Regions from separate parts of the Mus musculus genome. Here region 1 is linked to region 2. A link is a contact called in public HiChIP or PLAC-seq data. All regions are on one chromosome and are shown on one strand. The core of a region is the stretch at or near the end of the contact, and the rest is flanking DNA. Distances in the headings are between cores, read along the strand shown.

Evidence for each region. HiChIP or PLAC-seq counts read pairs in DNA pulled down with a chosen protein or histone mark.
Region 1: an H3K27ac HiChIP or PLAC-seq map of extraembryonic endoderm stem cells shows a contact between it and region 2. The contact joins two enhancer-like sites. A contact is called at or near these places in 1 of 115 datasets of contacts at active chromatin or transcription factors (extraembryonic endoderm stem cells) and 2 of 9 other capture datasets (adipose tissue and pancreatic islet).

The regions. Positions count from the first base shown.
Region 1 is chr2:79,536,716-79,540,930 of GRCm38.p6, forward strand. No RefSeq gene overlaps it. Among named protein-coding and RNA genes, the nearest start is that of Gm39867, 11 kb to the right of the region's middle. Within about 2 kb of position 1,651, at least 18 of the 459 cell types and tissues checked have an H3K27ac peak or open chromatin away from gene starts, as enhancers often do. A contact at or near this core is called in extraembryonic endoderm stem cells, where this site is marked.
Region 2 is chr2:79,396,831-79,400,574 of GRCm38.p6, forward strand. All of the region lies in intron 1 of Cerkl (ceramide kinase-like), which reads right to left. Among named protein-coding and RNA genes, the nearest start is that of Cerkl, 30 kb to the right of the region's middle. Within about 2 kb of position 1,736, at least 42 of the 459 cell types and tissues checked have an H3K27ac peak or open chromatin away from gene starts, as enhancers often do. A contact at or near this core is called in extraembryonic endoderm stem cells, where this site is marked.

The sequences.
Region 1 (4,215 bases), core at 401-2,900, 140 kb after region 2:
ATGAAATCATGTACCAGAGCCGGATAGACATTAGGACAGATGAATATTTAAGGTTAGCTGGTGTCTTTTTGCTAAGAGATACACATTTGGCAGCTCTTTGTCCTGTCTAAATTAATCTCTAGTAATCTGTCTTGTTTACATAATCTTATCATTTAAAAACAAAGCACTGTTATTTATATTTTGAACTATCAGGAAAAAAAGTAACATTTCCAGCCCTATGTGCTCTTCAATTTACAAGTTATATTCTGCATTATCAACAAGTTTCTCAAGATTTCTATAATATATTTTAAATTTTTTTTCTGGGTAACCTGTATTTCCTCCAAAATATTTATGGTAGCTTAGAGAATTATAACAGATGTATTTAATATGCAAATGTTTCGTATATATGAAACTGTTTATATTTGTGTTTATATGCAGCTCAGGACCCCAAAAGCAAGATGTCTTCAGTGTGGCTTCTTTACTTACATAGGCATTAGCAGTAACCATCGCCACTGGATGAGCAGCAGAGATGCTTCACTTGCTGTGCTGGGCTGTGCTGGCATTGCCAGCATGATAATCATCAGAAGGCATCTGCTACCTGAAACTGGGCAAAGCTGCCAGACCAGCCACAGGCAGCACCATACACCCAGGAGTGTTGTCAGACACTTGATTTCATCATCTTTGGGTGTTCACCGAGGAGGGATGCCACCCAAAGGTATGAGAATAACCAAAGATATGAGGCTGGGCAGTAATCATAAGGTGTCACCTTTTGCTGGGAAACAAGACCAGCAATAATCTGCTTTTGTGCCATTATTTGTAGACAGGATGGGAAGCAATACCCCTAAACTAGACCATGCTGGGTCTGGAGAATATTTGACTTTTTAAAGTTCTGCTGCTTAGCATGTGAGATTACAGTTTGGATGTATTTCAAGAACACACAGCCAACTTGGCTTTGACACTCAGAGTCTTATGGGCCAACGTGGACCTCTTTCAGAAAGTGATTAGCATTATACAGTCTGAAATCTTCAGGCCTTGTCTACCCCACTTCTTTTCCCTTTGCCATTACGTTGCTTGTGTTCTTAGCTCCTTGGTGCCAATAGAAATTTTGGCTTGTAAGTCAGGAAAAACACAATCGGTCTAAACTGAGGGTTGCTAGTCACACAGAAGAAAGATTTAGTATGGAAGGAAGCAGGTTTTCAAGTGAATGTCAACAAAGTGTTAGTTTTATTAATCTGTAATGTATTTTGGTATTATTTATCAAAGCTCCTCTCATTATGAATGTGTTCGAGTGAATCCCTCCTACAAGGATCCACGAGGGAGCATCTGCTTTCTACACGGTTTCCTTGAAGTGTGGTCCTAGATTAACAGTTCTGCAAGGAAGAGTGGCTCCGCTTGCTGCCTCCGCTCTCCTCGTGACTTCCTCTTCCGTCGCGCTGAGACTTTAATTTCCTCGAAGGTCGTCAATGCTTTTTCAATTGAATTCTGGTGAAATTCAGTTTTCAGTCTCTTGTTTTCTGGGTCCCTGCTGTGTTTTGTGCTGTGGATGACTTTGACTGTTCTGAAACCCTTTCTTCTCAATATCAACAAAGTTCCATCCCCCTGACTCATTCTTCCTGCACAACCCTAACCATGAAACCTTTCCCACCCCCAATGTGAAGATAGCATTCCCTACAGATATGCCCTCCTCCCAACGTTCTTCCTGGATGTTTCTGACAGGGATAGGCTGAATGGCTCCACATTCTTAAAGTGTATATGTTGAAATCTGATCCTGAGTGAACGTAGGTGGGACTCTCCTGAATGTACTCAGCCTTACTGCTTTCACTAATGGAAGACAGACAGAAGGTCTGTGACAGACCTCCACCAGAGCCTAAGCTGTCTGTTAACAATGCATCTTCCAGCTGCCGTGAATCGCTGGTGTTTAGGAGCCGCTCTGTTATGCTACTTTAATTACAAAAGTCCAAGTGGATTAGGACAAGGTTCCTTTCAGTTGATACAACGATTCTTGCAAATGAATCCTCTCCTTGTTTCTCTTTCTCGATCTATTTTCCCATCTATCTATCTATCTATCTATCTATCTATCTATCTATCTGTCTGTCTGTCTGTCTGTCTGTCTGTCTATCATCTATCTATCTATCTATCTATCTATCTATCTATCTATCTATCTGTCTGTCTGTCTATCTATCTACTGAGGTATCTTCCATATCATTCACCTATCTATCATCTGACTAGTCTCATCTTTAGTTTTAGGTTTTCAACTCCCATACCTCCCTAATGCTCATTGTCACAGCTCAGTGGCTGTGCTGAGTTTTCTTCTTGTCCTTTTTATTGACTCTTCCTATTCTCTTTCTTTATTGATTTCATCAGACTTTCAGTTGACCGAACTATAAATCCAGAAGTTCACTTTAGATTCCTTAGTTCATTTGTCTTGATTTTCTTGTTGGTGCTTCTCATTCTCTCTCTCTCTCTCTCTCTCTCTCTCTCTCTCTCTCTCTGTCTCTGTTGGTTTTCTTTTTCATTAATTAGTTTATTCACTTTTCACCTTGATCACACCCTCACCCTCCTCTCAGTCTCCCCCTCACAGCCCCTCCCTACCACTCTTCCCCTTCACCTCTGAGAGGTGGAGGCCCCCTGGGGATCTCTCCACCCTAGCACATCCAGTCACTGCAGGACTAGATCTATCCTCTCCTACTAAGGCAGACAAGGCAGCCCAGTCAGGCGAACAGGTTCTACAGGCAGGCAACAGAGTCAGGGACAGTCCCTGTTGTTGGGGCACTTAAATGAAGACCAAGGTGCACATCTGCTACATATCAGTAGGGGGCCTAGGTCTAGCCTATGTCTGCTCTTTAGTTGGTGGTTCAGACTCATCTCTTGCTGGGAATGATGCAGTGGCTCTAAACCATTCTTTCTCCTCATTGCCTTTTCTTTTAAATCCTCCTTCCAAAACATAATCTGCAAAATCTAACTAAAATGTAAGTGTGACCCAGCTGGTCCCCTGCACAAGTCTTTTGAATGCTTTGGTCTCCTACCCTATTCGGTAGCATTTAAGATACTCAGTAGGAAAGGGGTCCTCTACAAATTGCATCACATTGTGTTTACCCCAACATGCTGCTGTATTCTAAGTTTCTCCCAAAGTTGCTTACTGTTCCTTGTACCCACAAGCCTTTTCTTTTTCTTTTTTCAGTGAGATTGTATATCCTTAGATTGACTCTTCTTATCAGTAACTCCTCGTTCTTTAGGGCTCAGGGCTAGTGTTTATGTGCCAGGAACTTGTCTTCAAAACCTCCAAAGCAATTTTACTCTTTGTGAGTGAGTCTGTAACCCATGTCCACAAAGGGTATAGTGGTACACGCAATAAAATTTGAGCTCCTTTGTTTTCATCATTTAAATAGACTAGAAAATTAGATCATTTTGTATTAGTGAATACCATGTGAGTTTCATAATATCTCACAGAACGCAGCCACTCAGCAATGTGGTTGACCATACAATACAGTGTTGACTTTAGGCTGACGGGTACAAAAGTCACTTAGGTTCCAGTATTTGAGGTATCATTGCTAGATCTTTCTGCTCCATATAAACTCTGCCCCAGCGCTAGACCCTTGAGTTTTCTTAGCAAGAATTAAAGATATTAACAAAGCCTTAATACATTTATGCTACCAATTCATGCAAATGTTTGCTCCTCCTTCATAGGTAGCTAGGTCTTTGCAAGAACCCTAAGTTTCATTTCTTGTGAAAAGAGAAAGAGAAAGACTTGTGTGTTCTCTGCCATCACCCTGGAAACCCGTGTGAAAAAGAAAAGTGATTTCAATGCACACCTCTACCTCGATGATGTGCCAAGTTCCTTCAGGAATGACAAACTGCCAAGCACCGAGAGCGCTGTAACTTGTCGGCCTCCGTGAATGAGAGGAAGAGGTGGTGTGGAAAGAACATCCTGTTTTGCAGGACTTCAGTAACTCAATTGTTGTCATCTCACTGGAGGGCTTGGTTTTTGTTTCTTTTTTTTTTCCCATTTGTGCATATGTCTGATGTTAACCTGCTCGGTGCTCCTTGGTTGACTGAGATCACTGAGACTCAGCTGGTGCAAGCAAGCCGGAACATGAGAAAAGAGTTGATTACCCCTCCATAGACTTAAGTGTGAGCACACAGAATCAGTCGAGGACTCCTGGGCGCCATCTTCTCCTTCCAGAAAACCTGAAGAGTGACTTTGCTCTAGCGTTTCCTATCTGGATTATGGTATTT
Region 2 (3,744 bases), core at 486-2,985:
ATGTATGTGTGTATTTGAAAATTCACTAGTATATTTATCTAAAGAAATCTAAACTATGTGGAAAGGAGTAGAAAGTGGTTGCAAACTTATTTGAAGAAATAAAAAGAAATAATTTATCTCATAAATTACAGCAGTATTTCTAGATTAGAAATTTATATAGCCTTAATTAAGTTAAAAATGCATCAAGCATGATAAACAGTCAGACACTCAGAGCTCAAGTTGCCTGACCTAAAAAATCATTTGATCACTTTAAAAGTCCTAAAATTCATAAAGAAAAGTCACAAAGAGAGCAAAGGCCAAAGAGTTATTTGCAACACTTTCATGGAAAAGAACTTAGAAGACTCAAGCAGGCATTCCACAAAAGAAGGAATGCAAATCAAGCAACAAACACGTGAAGAAGTTCAACCTAATTAGTAATCAAAGAAATGCAAATTTAAACAACCAAACACCACTCTGCCTTCTAGGTTGGCATGGGATCAAAACTAAGGGTAGGCCATGGTACAGCTGAAAAGGAAGCAGTTTTAGAGCAGCAGAAGCAGGCCAGTGGTAGCTGCTGGGCACTATGCTGTGAGCATCAAAAGATTCCCAAATGTGAATTGCAGCAGTATTCATCATAGCAAAATGATTGGAGCTTCACTAGTGTCCGTTCAGAGGATGGTAGAATAAACCATCCTTGCCTTTTGCAGCTTTTATTGAATAAGTGTGTGTCCGCATCCAGAAAGACATTGACACTAAGAATGAATGCATGTAATCAAAGCAAGTTACAGAGCTGGAGAGATGGCTCAGTGGTTAGGAGCACTGACTGCTTGTCCAGAGGTCCTGAGTTCAATTCCCAGCAACCACATGGTGACTCATAACCATCTGTAATGGGATCTGATGCACTCTTCTGGTGTGTCTGAAGACAGCTACAGTGCACTCATATACATAAAATAAACAAATCTTTTTTAAAAAGCAAGTTACACAGTTGATTGTGGGGGGGGTTGAACCCACTTACATATTATTTAGGAAGAAAACCAAGAAATAAAATAACCACAGAAAATGCTTAAGCCTAGTCACCACACAGAGAGATAAAAGCGAGAACATGAAGTGCTGGTTTTCTCATCAGTCTCCAGCTTTCCCTTCCACAGTGATCAGCAGTCGGGGTAATTTTAAGTGTAGGAAAGGGGAAAATTGGGGGCACGAAGGCTCAGTGGGGAAAGAGGTTTGGTGAGCTCTGAGCAACTCCTGGCCATTGTCCTCTAATATCCACCCTGGCTCAAGCACTCTGAAGGAAAAAAGGAGGGAGGGAGGGGGGGAGGGGGGGAGGGAGGGAGGGGGGACGGAGGGAGGGAGGGAGGGAGGGAGGGAAAGGCTTTTTGTGTGCAGAGTTTTTAACTTGCTTTTCAGAATTAACTCCAAAACAATAAGTAATAAACCCAGCTGAAGGAAAAGGAAAGCTCACCCAAGTGTCACTGAGGTCAAACTTGGAAACAACTTGTGTGATAATAGAATGTGTGTTTCCTGAAGCACATTGATGTAGCAGAAGACTGTAGCACCATTGGAATTTAGTGTTCTGTGTAGAAATGGGTCCAACAAAAAAGGCATGTTAGAACTCTGGGAGCGCTTGACTTGGAAATGTTTTTATCAGGAAGCTTTGGCCTAAATGTTTAATCAGCAGTGTGGGCTGGGCTTAGCTGCACCCTTTAGGTTTTGAAGTTTGTAAGCAATGAGCAGGAGACCTGCTGGCTCTGGGTGAGGCAACACAGCCAGCCTCCTGGATCAGAGGTTAATGAAAGTCTCCCCAGTTGCCTGGGGAAAGCCCTAGGGCTAGCCTCAGGAAAGGCTAAAGGTTCTGGGCATTATCTGATGGGATAAACTGAAAATCTTAGCTCATTATTTCTCCTCAGCCACTACTTCGGGACACCCTTTGGACACTCTCAGGGTACACAAATATTCATTATAAACATGAGTAAAGAAAACAAAAGAAAATCAACTGTGTTGTAAAAAGCAGTGTTGGTTCCGTAAAGATGGATTACCTGCCTGTGTCTCTCTAAGGATTATTTTAAGAGTGACTTAGATTCCTTTTTGTCTACAAATGAATCAGGAAGAGGCTTTTGAAAGTAAGTGCTGAACAAAGGGCTGAGATCTTAAATCTCTGCTTGGATTCCATTCTCTTGAATGGCTGGGCTGAGTCACACTGGCCACTCCTGGGATCGTATCGGTTTCCGTCACAAGGAAAGCAAATATTCACATAATGCCACGTGAAAGCCATATTTCCATGAACCTATGATGATCAGACTGTAGAATAAAGAAAGAGTTCTGAAGAGAAGCACCATGCCCGCTGATTTTTCTGGGCATGTGTTTCAAATGTGGCTCTACTTCCTACCTTAAGAACAAGTGGCACAGCTATTAGGAAGACTCTGAAGTACAACTTCATTTATAAATTCATATTTGATATCAGGAGATACAAATGCAGAAATGGTCTACAGGCACTGTGTTGCAGGCTACCTACATTAACCCCTCACACAGTGTAGAGCTCTGGTTGGTGGCATGTGGCTCGTTATTTGAAATCTATTGGCTCATTAGGATCATATTGGTCGTTGCTAGTTGCTTCAGAACACTAACTGTCCTCTCGCATTACTTACAGAGATACTGGGGCCATCTGTTCTTGCAAGGGATTTAAGTATGCGTCTATTGGATAGCTTGCTATTTATTTAATTCAGCACCCACTTCCTATTGTATCTTCTTGGGGGAAGGGGAGCCAATTTAATTACAGGGAATAAAGATAACCTTTCCTGGCAGGTTACCAGGAAAGCAGGACCTGTTCAAAATGGGTTACAGTGGCAAATAAGGAGAGCAAAGCCAGTGACACTTAAGGATAGTGAGCAAAGGTTTAACAAAAATAGGACAGTGAGCTGCACTTTTAAAAATATTACTGTAAGCCCAGGGCTTGTCTGCATCAATCTTGGCACATCTGCCTGATGCGGACCGTAAACAGGATTAAAGCTGGGTTTATCTGCCTGGTGCTAATTGTGCTCACAGTTCCTGCACATGTCCACTTTTTAAAACGTGGCTTGAAAAACAGCCTGCTGGATAGATGGCACTAGCACAACACCCTGAACACACACACATACACACACACTCTCTCTCTCTTTCTCTCTCTCTCACACACGGTGTATGTCACATTGTTAGGCAAAATGATGCCTAACAGGGTATTTTTTTTTCTTGGCTCTTCAGAATTACTTATCTAATCCCCTAATTAAAAATACAAAATTCTGTTTGAATACACCACATACTGAGATAAATCTGTGAAGCAAGGGACCAATAAATTTGAATACACTCTAATTGTAAGTAGAAAACACAACGTAATTGTTAATAATCAGGTTAAACTAGGGTTTACACAAATAGGGCCAATCCTGTAGCAGACTGAAAATGTGCTTCAATGTAATGCTCTCCTGGAGAACGTGGCACAGCGTTGGAGAGCAGAGGTGCCCAAACTCCTAAGCACACATGAATATCAAGATGGAGATATGGTGAACTAGTATTCTTATCTAGTAAAAATATTAGAAAATTTTCGTCTTATTTGAGAGAAATTCCAAATCCACTGTCTTACACTTTTACTAAACCAAATTTAATATTGGAGATGATTTTTCTGCCTGTGGGTTTCTTCAATTTAACTTTTCCTATCGAGTGTAAGTACCTCAAATATGTCTTGTAAGTCTTTAAACACTGGAAGATGTAAAGACATTTCTTTTCTTTCCTTTT